2 separate regions of the Rattus norvegicus genome follow, and region 1 is linked to region 2. The links are chromatin contacts, called in public Hi-C maps. All regions are on one chromosome and are shown on one strand. The core of a region is the stretch at or near the end of the contact, and the rest is flanking DNA. Distances in the headings are between cores, read along the strand shown.

Region 1 (6,041 bases), core at 2,116-4,615, 240 kb before region 2:
CACACACACACAAACTCACACACAGACACAGACACAGACACACACACACAAACTCACACACACAGACACACACACAAACACACACAAACAGGCACACACACACAGACACACACACAAACACACACACATACACACAGACACACACACAAACTCACACACACACAGACACATACATACACACAAACTCACACACACACACAAACACACACACAGACACATACACACACAAACTCACACACACAGACACACAAACACACACAAACAGGCACACACACAGAGACACACACAAACACACACACATACACACACAGACACACAGACACACACACACACACACACACACACACACACACACACAACTCCCTTGTAGCAAATGATGATCAGCCAAATGCTGTAGTATGTGCTGCAGTCTGTAGCATGTGCTAGGAACATCAGGTGACCCGTAGATGGCTCTTGTTCCTCTCGAGGTCACCATTTTATCAGAGCTCAAATTTTGTCAGTTTGGCTACAACCCACAGATACTAAGGAGACTGGTTATGAGGGCAGACAGTGAGGGGGTGAGGCCTGTGCTCCTGTGGGGCTTGTGACAGCAGGGGATGGCTGAGGCCAGAAGACACTGAAGTGTTTGGAGACTGAGAGAAGGAGAGAGGATTCAACAAGGAGGGCAGGACATGGGGACCACAGTTGTGACACTGGACACAAGGCATTGTGAAGGCAGCCAGTTGCAAATGCCAAGATTGTGGAAAATTTCAGAAGATACTGAAAAAACTTTGTGATAAGACACACATAGAAAGTAAATAATAGAAAGATGGAGTTATTCAAGACTTATTCATGGAGTCACTCAAGATGCATGAAAGTGGATAAAGTCCCCAGGAGCTGCCAGAGACTGAAACCGGAGCTTTGGGGGAGGGATCCCCAGAGTCAGGAACTAGAAGAAGGGATCCCAAGTAGCTGAAAGTCCAAGAAGAAGTAGGAGCACATCGCCGCTGGGACGGGGGAGGAAGGAATTTCTAGCAGGGGGTGGTCAGGGTGGTTCGCAGAGAGGCCGGAGGGAAGGAAAACCTCGATAAAGCTGGTCGTTGTATGGAGCTACACTGTCCCAAACAGCCCGTGGGTTTTTTGTTTTACAATCAAATGAAAAGCCTAAGATATTAATAAGCTTTGAAATAAAGCGTGTATGCAAGTGAACATCAGAGACGCAGCAACCTGCGGGCGGAGATGACCACACTGTACAGTCACGCACAGCATTTCTGCTCTCAAAGAAACTTGGGGGACATTATTCAAACTCATCTTTGGAACATTCTTGGGACGATTATAGCCTGAAAGGAGCCAGAGAACAATGTTTTCACCGCGCTCTTGCTTGATTACTGTCACCGTTGTGTGACCGTTGATACTGACGATAAGTAACTTTCCAGGAACTTCGTGACGGAAAATGAGATGATGACGGCGGCGATGAGGAATACCCTGCACTTAGCTAGCATAAAGTGACGTGAGTTTTTCCCTTTCACCTTCAAACACTCTGTGAAATATCGTATCTCCAGTTTATGTATGCGGACAGCTTATAAGAGCCGTGCTAAAAATAGATACATTGAACAGGGCCGGAGTATTCCAAATAGGTGGGATTTCTGTGTTTCATTATCTTGAGCTCTGCCTAGAATGCTGAAGGAAATTTTATCACGGAACAAAACTGAACATCAGGGTACATCAATCCCTGCCTGTGTGTAGACACAGCTGGAAGGCATATGCATTTGTCAGAAATTTTCATGTTGTAAATGACAAAGCTCTTATCAAAACCACTTAGAAAAACACAGTAAAGGGAGGATGGGCTGACTCGGGGATGGAAAAGGCTGGGGGTAGATGGTTCGTCTTAAGGTTTAGCTGCGCCTGAATCCAAGGGCTTGTTTAGCACAATGAAAGTAAATCACACCTTGGATGCAGTGTGCAGGGCAGGAGTGGGCATGGGCCAGGGTAGGGAAGCAAGGCAGATGTTCATGTGCCTCAAGGGACAGACGTAGGTAGGGAATCAGCAGTTTCCCATGGGGAAGATCAGTTGCTTTTAGAAGAAAGAATGGTTGGTAGGTATCAAACCCAGCAGGTCTCCAAAACCAGTCCTGCTTTCAAGCAGCGCTCTCCCCGCCTCAGAAATTCTTACTCTTAGAACTACTTCTTTTTTTCTTTTTTAAAGATTTATTTATTATATGTAAGTACACTGTCGCTGTCTTCAGACACACCAGAAGAGGGCATCAAATCTCATTATAGATGGTTGTGAGCCACCATGTGGTTGCTGGGAATTGAAATCAGGACCTCTAGAAGAGCAGTCAGTGCTCTTTAACCACTGAGCCATCTCTCCAGCCCTTAGAACTACTTCTTTAAGACTTGGGCCTAGGGCTAGAGAGATGAATCGGTTAGGAGCACTGACTGTTCTTCCAGAGGTCCTGAGTTCAAATCCCAGCAACCACATGGTGGCTCACGACCATCTGTAATGGGATCCGATGCCCTCTCCTGGTGTGTCTGAAGACAGCTACAGTGTACTCATATAAATAAATAAATCTTTTAAAAAACAAAATACTTGAGCCTAAAAGGTTTCCTTCACTGAGGCAAAGGCTTGCAGTGTTGGTGGTATGTTGGTGGTCATGTGCATAGCCTAAAATTCTTTTGGAAATGTGGGTGTCTGGGTTTACCTCCTTGTGAAGTCCAGTGGCCTGGTGATACAACATCAGCTGTAGAGCACGTTCCTGGCTTTCATGAGGGCCCTGGGTCCGTATCCAGTACTGAAAGAGCAAGCAATGCCTGTGGTCCCATCAGTTGGGATTTAGATGCAGGAGGATCAGGAATTCAAGGTCATCCCTGACTACATAGCAAAATAGAGACCAGCATTAGCTACATTACTCTATCTTTTTGATTTTTTTTTGCTAAAATATACGTTCTCTGTATATACAAAAAAAAAAAAAAGAAAGAAAGAAAGCAAGCAAGCAAGCAAGCAAGCAAGCAAGAAAACAGGAAACCATCCACACCCCGAGCTTCATCCCTACTGGAACAATACTTCGTGCACAGTTAATAGCCTCCCTCCCAGACCTTCCCCTCCCTTGCTCTTCCTTCTCGGTGTCAGTGTCTGTGCTATTCAGTAGTTGCCCGGGAACACTGACAGAGATAAATATAATGGCATTTCCTGGAGAGAATATACTGCCCTATACACTACCACGTTGTGGGTTTTTGCACACTAGATTTCCACTGTGTCTGTTTGGGAATTACTGTCTCCAAGGTACGAGAAAGAATGGGTAAAGGGAGGAGACACTCCTGCCCTGTAGGGAAGGAGATTAGTTTGTGGGGCATTACTGTTTACAGTCCGTGAAACATGTGGAAGGCAACCAAACCACTGGAATCCAAAGAACCCGGAGCCTTAGGAGTTCTTGTTTAGCATGTGGAAAGTCCCGGAGAGAAGAAAAGCTCCACTTGTTTGAGGACTTGCTTCAATATGACTAAAGCAAAAGGGCTTGATCAAGGGAGATGCGGGGAGGAAGGACAGACGCTGCAGCTGGGTGGGTTTTTGTTTGTTTTAGTTAAATGCTCAAGACACTAACGTAGTGTTTATTACAAGGGAAATATCACACAGTCTATCAGTTTGAGCTTGTAAATTTCCAATTTGAGAGCTGAAGGAAAACCGTCACAGTTTTAAGTTGGATTTAAAAATCGGTCAGGAAAGGACGCTAAGCAGCTTGGCTGAGGCCTCCGTGCTGCAGTACCACTCATGGCCACAGGGATGCAGTGCAGCTCAGCAGACAGTAGGAACCCTAAAGAGAGGCGGGTTCCAGGGACTCCCTTGCTAGGGCAATAAAACCCGATCTCCTGGAACCAGGTGGAAGACATTCTTTATCCCTATCATCCATCTCGTCCCTCGGTTCACCGTAACTTCTGTGGCTTATTAAATGACAGTTACTACAGGCTTATTACACGGTCCCTACTCCAGTGAACAGTGGTCATGCCTTGTGGAATTTTTTGAAATAGAAATATTTAATGATGAAGGGCTGGTAAAACGACTTGTTAAATGGTCATTCGAAGAAACGCAGTGCAGCTATGTAAATGTGTGTTCCAGACATTACTTAAAGGTAGGAACAATGATAAATGAGAATAAATTTTGTTAAAAAAAAAAAGACAAGCCTGCTATGGTGACACAGTTGTAACCCCTGTACTCAGAGTGTTAAGGCAGGGGGATTGCAAGTTAGAGACTAGCTTGTGCCTCACAATGGGATGTTGTCTAAAAATGAAAAAAAAAGTGTGTGGGTGCCTGGGTATTGAGAAGGTGGCTTAATTGGTAAAGTGCTTGATGCTAAGCACAAGGACCTGAGTTTGGATCCCCAGCATCCAGTTAAAAAGCAGGGCACTGTAACCCCAGAGCTGCAGAAGTAGATGAGAGGATCCCTGGGATTTGCTGGCTAGCTCTAGGTTCAGCAAGACCCTGTTTCAGAAACTAAGGTGTCAGGTCATTAAGGAAAGACACTCCCATGTAAACCTCCACGTCACGAATGCCCACGAATCTGTGCCCATGTGTGACCACAAATACCAGCCCCCAATCAAACAACGACAATAACAGAAGCAAAATCCAGATACCCAAACGATTTGAGATTCTAGTGTTACTGAAGTGTTTAAGAGGCACGTACACAGAATAAAATCTGTAATCGGTAGACATATTGTTGAAGTCTTATTTTCCTCTTATGTTTTATAATTTTATAAAATACAGAACACAAACACTTTTGTAGTTAGGAGAAAATTAATGAGGGAAATACCCAAACAGATGACTATCTAGTCTTCCACATGAAGAAAAGGACAGATCTTAAGTTAGCTGAGGCTGGTGATGCTTACGGTACCGCTCCACATTTCCTCACTGATAGGCTCTCCCTTAATGCTGGCCAGAGATTGAGAAGCCAACTCACAAGGCCTTGGAAAGAACATTTCAACAAATCACTAATTAGTTGTAATTATATATGATCATTAATTTTCTTATGGCTTTTAAATTTCCCTGTAGCGAGCACACAGGGTTTATTTAAAGTTCTTACAAATAAAAGTGTATATGTAAATATTGGCTATGGGGTTGTCACTTACATTCTCCTTTAGTTTAATCTTCACTTTATTTCCTTAGCGTTGACTTCATGAAGCAATCAAGTCAGACATCTTGGAGTGCCCTGCTCTCTGAACATGCCTGATTATTTCTGGAGGTGCCCTTGAATACGCCCGATGTATTTCCTGGAAACAGGAAATTAAGCCACAGGCAGGAAGAGATTCAGGTCACATATTTTGGCAGACGTGTGTGCTGGGAAATGCTGTGTACGTCATAATTTATACTATCGGGAGTCATATCAGGTTGTTCCAGTTCAGGGTCAGTCCGTGGTCACTTGGCCCCATGCCGTTGGACAGAACACGCTGCCAGGAGACTATGCTAGAAGAGGCTTCTTACCACCTGGTGGACAGTAAGCAGAAAGACAAACAGACACATTTAAAATGTATTTACTTATTTATTTTGGTGTTTCAAGACAGGTTGTTTTTCTGTGTAGCCTCAGAGGTTTCTTTTTTATTTTTGAGATTATAATATAATTACATCATCTCCTCCTTCCCTTTTTCTTCCTCCGCCCTCCCCATCTACCCCTCCTTGCTCTTTTTCAGATGCATGGACTTTTTTTTTTTCATTAATTGTTGTCACACGCATATATGTATGCACATCTATATCCCTAAGTACAACCTGCTCAGGCTGTGTAATGTTACTTGTATGCCTATATTTTCAGGGCTGACCATTGGGTATTGGACAACCAACTGGTTTGCTCCTCCCTGGGGAAGATCATTTCTCCCGCTCTCCGCATTCCTTAGACGCCTGCAGCTCTGTGTAGGGCTGAGGCCTCATGGGCTTTTCCCCGTCCACTCTGGCCTGTCTGTCGTCTTTGTCCAGCTCACATTTATCCAGTCGTGTTGGTGAGATGTGATGGGTGCAGCTTCTGACGCCACTGAGAGAGACAGACTCACAGCAAAGTCCCCATCCTGTGGTTCTCACA
Region 2 (6,823 bases), core at 1,490-3,989:
TCTCGGTGGTTCAGACTGTTTCAACCCAGGCCCAGTTCCCAGTACCCACATGACAGCTCGTCATCTACAATGCCAGTTCCTGGGCATCTGATGTCCTCTTCTGGCCTCCATGGGCACCAGGCATGCACATGGTAAACATGTAATGTGCTGGCAAAACAGTCATACACATAAGTAAATAAATAATTTCAAAGATATACCCTTCGTGCCTCCGGTGACCTACTTCCTGTCTCTGGTGACCTACCTCCTGCCTCCGGTGACCTACTTCCTGCCTCTGGTGACCTACTTCCCGCCTCCGGTGACCTACTTCCTCCATCCAGCCCTGTTCACCTATGAACATCTCAGTGGATTAACTCATGGGTGAGTTCACTGGTGAAGTTAGTTAGCGCACATGATCCAGTTATCTCTTAAAAGTGCCATCAGCTGGGATATCAACACATAGAGCCTTCAGGGGACATTTTATATTAAACTACACTCCTCCGTAGGAGAATTAATTTTATCGTTCACTCATTTTTTTGTGCACATTCGGCTGCTAATTCAGAGGATATGGAATATAGATTTCTATTTAAACAATGAGAGAGATATGACTTTTAGTGTTTGTTTTGACATGTCTTACCTGGTGCCATGGTGTCAGGGTGGCATTTAGCATCCATGAATGTTGAGCCAGTGTGGGTGACTAAGGGTGGTGAGGGCCCCAGTACGACACCCATCAGTTTAGGGTTCTGTATGGACTCCACGTTGGGATTGCCTGGGTGCTGTTGGGAGTTTGTCTTGCTGCTGTCATTTGCCATGATTTAGCAGTATGTGGAGGACAGTGCCACTTCACCGATGTGTTCAGCCTGACAGTAAAAAGCATCTTCATGAATCAGTATAAACGGAGCTCACTGCCAAAGCAATCTGAAATAAAGTTCCAGAAAAGTCCATATAATCTGAGTTTTCCTTACCTGTGTTCTGAGATAGTGGGAAATAGGAAAAAGACCACTCAGGCAGGTGGATTACCAGGTAGCATCTTCATTACTTGTAAAACTTACGCTGGAGAGTAGGGCTTCTTGTAGATGACATTTTCTAGTGTTGGACCTCAGAATTAGATTAGCCATAGAAGCTGTGGTAGGAGGAGCACAGACAAATGTGTGCTTCCTGCCAGAACACTGGCCTCCGGAGAGAAGAGGAGAAGAGGTGGACTCAGTCTCTCATCACCTCCTGGGGAGAAAGGCTGGAAGAGGCAGGCAAAGCCCTCTGCAGATCATGAGTGGTGGACAGACACAGGCTTCACTCTCCTGTGCCCAGGCTCCAAAAGCCTTATCTCCCATACATCTAACTAGGTTATAAAAAAAATGGCTATTATAGGTTTCTCCATTCCAAAGAATGTGCCCTGTTACCCTCAGAAGACCATTTGGACCCCTTTGCCTGGCTTTGCAGACTGCGTCTAACCTGGCCGCATGCAGCCTGTCACCCTCTGCAGGGTCTGCTCTTGTTCCCATACTCCTGCTGGGTTGTCCCTTTTACTTCCTGCCTGTCCACCCAGAGTGCATTTATTTAAGTCCCAGAACAAGCTCCACACTGAGACAAGCTTTGCACTTGAGCACACATTGATTTCTGTCATCTGTAAACCGCCTCTGAGCTGTCATGTGCGATCAAGGCCAGGGCTCAGCACCTCTGTCATTGTATGGGCTTCGTCGGCCAGTGTGTTAGGGCCTGCAGACACGTTTTGTCCTTCTGTGTATCTTCACTTGTGTATATGCAGTTCACGTGATCGATTCACAATTGGCAGAGCAAATGTATCAGAGGAACAGTGGCATCCTTTTTACCGCACTGGTTGTATTTCTTATGCTAGGAAGTGAGACACTTGAGACACACAATTCACATTAGCTCCAAGTCAGAGGGTGTCAGGATTTTAGAACCAAGGTCATGGTTCTCTAGGTCAACATCAGTGTTTTACAGCTAAGAATGGTTGTGGGAAGGGTTGGGGATTTAGCTCAGTGGTAGAGCGCTTACCTAGGAAGCGCAAGGCCCTGGGTTCGGTCCCCAGCTCTGGAAAAAAAAAGAACCAAAAAAAAAAAAAAGAATTCATTTTAAAAAAAAGAATGGTTGTGGGAGAAACAAGGCTTCTTCCTGGTTGTAGGCCGTCTGTCAGATATACGGCCTTAGATTAGCCCTCGAAGAGTTAGTGGGAAGCTCAATGATTGCATTAAATGGTCCAGTGAGCCTTTCAAGGTATGTTTCTGTTATCTTACAGAGCCTAACAGCTACGGTTTTGTCCAGTTCTATGGCAAAATGCTCTACATGGACGCTTCTGCCATACCTCACTGCTGCCCTTCTTGTATTGTGTGTGTGAATGCACTGTGGAGGATTTACGGGTGTGTGAGCTTGTGCTATACCTGTAGCTACTGAGACAACAAAAGTGTCTTGGCCTGCCCGGGGCCCCAGATACTAAGCATTAAATGCAAGTGTCTTCTCACTGCACGCCATCTTATACTACCCCACAATGCTACCTTAAGTCGTTACCCAGCGTCCCTCAGAGGATCTCAGCTCAGAAAGAAAGCTCACTTGTATTCTCTGATCAGTAAACCTCAAGGGCAGTTACCACAGTACTTAGTCACCAGGGCAAGCCATTATAAACTAGGTTCCTCAAGAGGACAACAGCTTGTATGGGGGCTAGAAGAGGAGCAGATAGCTCTCTGCCAGGATGACCCAACACCAGGAGCTGGGATAGATGAAAGACGAGAGCTGGCTAGCCAGCTCCTGGCACCTACATGCTGGGCGACGGCATCTTTACTTGTGTGGAGTGGTGTGGAGTGTAGTGCAGTGTGGCATAGTGTGGTGTGATGAGTGGGGTGGTGTGCTGTGTGATGTAGTATTGTGTTGTGTAGTGTGGCATTGTGTTTCTTAAGGTCCTCGATGATTGTGTTTATTTTTTATAGAGAAATTGCAGTCATAACTAAACATGCTATTTTGGTTATTTGTGTTACTTTCTTTCCATTAAATTTAAAACTTTTCTAGAATTCTTATGAAACTAAATATTAGTATTGATTCTTATTTGTTAGCAGAAAACTCAGTAGGGAATGTTATACAGATACAATGTTTTAAAGAGTCACACATTAATGAGTTATAAAGTCAGCTTGATAGGTCATGGCTAGCATTTAAAATAGAAGCAAGTAATAAATATCAGAATGCACACCGTGCTTATCCCTGGCGAGCACCGTGTGCTGGGCCATGTGCTTTTTACGATGAGTCAGGGTGTAATCAATCTTGGAGGGACTGCTGTCATGCGTCTGAGGGGAGGGACTGATGTCATGTGTCTGAGGATTACTTGAAGGTGGGGTCACAGCAGCCATTCCACTTCTGCTTTATTATCAGCTGTCAGCGTTGGCTGCCCTTCTCTTATTATGAAACACTCATTTCATTAATTATTTCAGCACATTTATTTTGAGTACCCAGTATGTGCCAGGCAGTGCCTTAAATGCTGGGGAGGAGATCTCTGTTAACATTTACAATGCAAATCACCTTGGTTTAAGAGCAACCCCTGCATTGGTTTGCACAGATTAAGCTGTGGATCACAGAGACCTCCCTTCCCAGATCCTTTCCCACTCCTAGCATGGCTTCTATTTATAGACTATGTTCCTGATCAGAACACAGGCAGTAGCCACAGCCAGATGCAGAGGAAACCCGTTTTTAAACTACAAAGTCAGAGTTTCTTCTGAGGAAGGGGACTGAACTTGGGGAAAACGTTTCCTAGTGTCTCCCATAAATCCAGAGCTTCTTAGCTATTAGTGAATTGTGTTTCTCTTGATGGGAAGCTACAAGTCTCTGTGATTGTAGCTACAGGAGAGACCCAGGCACTGCAGAGCCATGGGCAGACCTGGGCAGGTTGTCTACTGCAGTCTACGGCACTGCAAGGAGAGATGAGCTCACACTTTCCTTGCCAGGCTTTATGCCTTGGTGAGGGGGCTGTCTCCACAGAAAGCAGAGGCAAATCTTTAAGGATTAAAAAGCACCCTCTCTTCTGACCAGACCATCGGCTAAACAGACCATGGGCTGGGGAGAGCTACCTCTATCCAAGGTAGCCCTTTCCCAAATAGCTGACATGAGTGCTCTGTCAGCTCAGAGGTGGGTGTCTCAGGAAGCCTGCCGGTGCCATTGAACAATTGCCCCCAGACGTGCCTGATTCTGTCCTGTCAGCTCCAGGTCTTCTTGCCTGGTCTTACCATGTTTTAGACTCACAGAAGTTAGGTGACCAAGTGTATCTTCTGTCTTCCCACACAGATGAGCACAGAGTTCTGTTTTAGAGTCTGAGGCGGGCAGTGCCATTCTATCTGCCGTGCTCTCTTTGTAGGAGAAGAAATTAAACTTCCAGTGACTTCTGATTTGAACTGAGAAATTAGATTTCTCTCTTTAATCCCAATGAGTGCACGGAGGGCCTCCCTCTCCCTCACACAGAAGACACAAAACAAGACTTACACAAAACCCCCGCCTTATCCATGGAAGCCGGGTGGTGGTCACCTCAGAAACAAGAGGGAAAGAGCTGCTCCGAAGTTTGGGGTGAATCATTTATTCTTCCCCAATGCACCATCCCAAGAGAGTGTTTGAAATTGATCAGCAGAAAACGTCCTGTGAGTTTATCTTCGGGCGAGTTGTAAGAAAATGGAGGGTGAGGAGCCCAGCCGAGGGGTGTTGCCTGCTTGTTACTATCTTGCCTTGGTTGTCTCTTGCCCCATGCTGGCTCCCTGTAGGAAATGTTGCCCCTTGTTTCTGTTTGACTTGCATCCTGATGAGATGCTCTGCTGAGCCTATCCAGTGCCAGATGATGAGCAGGTTTGTGGATGACGGAAGGAAAACGACCACAATGACTGGAATTATTGAATTTGTTCTGACACACACGTGTGTGGTTTCGGTCTCTCCATTGTGTGGAGATTTCTTTGTGGTTCATGGAAAATAAGCCAGGAGTGAAATTTGTCTTTTGTTATCAGAGCTTGTTTTTGTTATAGTTTTTGTGCCTGGGAAAATTGGTCTAAATATAAAATTCTGCCCCAAAATGATGCACTTAGCCCAGCAGGCAGATAGAGTCCGGGGAGAAAGTGCAGGCACAGGATGCGACCCTGCCTTCTGTAGTCTGCTGCCTGAGACCTTAGCCCAGACATTCCCCTTCCACCCGTGAGTTGGGAATCAGCCTTACCAGGATTAAATAGGGCTGTCATGTTAATCTGGAATAGACATGAGGGAAAGCCTGAGGAAGCATCTCTTTTCCCCAGTGGATCACTCCTGAGTTAGGCTTTGTGTTTTCAGTGAAGTAGTATTCACTATACATGGAAATTTTCCGTTACTCAGATAATCAGCAGATGAACCTACCTACCAGTGAGGCACCGCGACGCCAAGCTTTCTTTCTGTTTCTTCTTTTATAGCAGATCTCCCCATGCCCATCTCAGTCTATTGAGTATGTTCTGAGCACTTGACCGCACCGTGTTCTTTGAGAACTGGCTCAGTAGGTCAGATGTCCGTGTTTCTGCAGAAAGTCGGCAGTCCTAGAAGAAGGATAAATATATGAAGAAAACTGAAAATGACACTGATTTATCTGGAAAAATGGAGGTGAAGAAGATTGGTATAAGAAGAAAGTTGCATTTGGGCCACACTTAGCAGCCATATTGCTGGCTCTGTTGTCCAGCCTCAGATTACCTTTCTTCTTTAACCCTGTTCCTGGAGGAACTGCCTTTCTAGGGAGTCAGTTCTCAAAAGATCACAGGGAAGCCACAAAATAATATACTCAGCAGATTCCTTCAATATACGGGAAACATTCAGCAGCTGAGGGACAATGATGTTCTTACCACTTCTCATGCTGAAAATAGTAAACTTGAGTCCAGGATCCAGAGTGTTTCTCAGTTAGTAAACAAGAAAGGGCTGGAGGGCGCTGTGTTTGGAACAGTTCTCCCGTCTTTGCTTTTGACTTACTCCCACCCCGGTCTCCTCACTAATTCTGGCCTCAGAGTTAGACTGTGAAGTTCACTCTGACATACTATTTGGAGTATGCCCTCCCTCCTTCCTCCTCCTTTCTCCTTTCTGTACTGGCTGGCCTAAATTCCTATGTAACCCAGGCTAGTCTCTTTGAACTCACATCCTCTGCCCTGGCCTCCCACGTGCTAGCATTACAGGCATGTGACATCATTCTTGGCTTGCAGTACCTCAGTAGCCAAACTCTATTAGATGAAGTTTAGTTACACTGAATCATATATTAAATTATAGTCTGGTAAATCACATTGAAGCTAGGGGGTATAAATAATATGCATGTGGTGCCGGATAAGAAGCTTTGAAATTAGCCCTTTGCTAATTTCTTCAGAGAGTTGGGGGTTGGATTGTGGTTTATGATGGGCAAGGGAAAAACAAAACCATGTTGGTGTTATAAGGATGGCTTGGGCACCTCTCATGTGAGCAGAGGCCTCTAAGACACGGCCATTGTTTGTTGGCAATAAAAACATTATTTCTCTCTAAATTATTGTTTAACTGGTCCTGTGGGATTAGAATGATCTGTAAATAGATGCCCATGGCAAATAGGAAAAAAAAATAATGTTTTAGAGAATCCCGTGTCCCATGTAAGACCATCGTTTCTTAGGATACATTTAGAGTCCCCTGATTTCTTCTGTCGCAGCCCCCTCCTAATTCTGTAAAGTACTGACAAGGGAGCAGGAGAGGAGGGAGACAGAAGAGCTCTCTTTCTGTATGAACTGCTGTACTTTCTCTCCACTGCTAAAGTGCACTTAGAGAAGCACATTTTGTTTCATCTGTAACCGGTACCCCTGATTACCATACCCTCATTTAGATTGTTTTAAATGGACAC

What was found. Hi-C and Micro-C count contacts between places; a contact is called where the count stands out from the background.
Region 1: a contact with region 2 is called in a Hi-C map of hepatocytes, with 2.6 times the contacts expected there. The contact joins two enhancer-like sites. A contact is called at or near these places in 10 of 12 Hi-C or Micro-C datasets (the A7r5 cell line, the Rat2 cell line, Schwann cells and 6 more) and 1 of 1 datasets of contacts at active chromatin or transcription factors (oligodendrocytes).

Annotation. Positions count from the first base shown.
Region 1 is chr2:173,600,470-173,606,510 of GRCr8, reverse strand. No RefSeq gene overlaps it. Among named protein-coding and RNA genes, the nearest start is that of Sh3d19, 51 kb to the left of the region's middle. Within about 2 kb of position 3,365, at least 17 of the 93 cell types and tissues checked have an H3K27ac peak or open chromatin away from gene starts, as enhancers often do.
Region 2 is chr2:173,357,722-173,364,544 of GRCr8, reverse strand. All of the region lies in intron 3 of Fhip1a (FHF complex subunit HOOK interacting protein 1A), which reads left to right. Among named protein-coding and RNA genes, the nearest start is that of Fhip1a, 28 kb to the left of the region's middle. Within about 2 kb of position 2,739, at least 5 of the 93 cell types and tissues checked have an H3K27ac peak or open chromatin away from gene starts, as enhancers often do.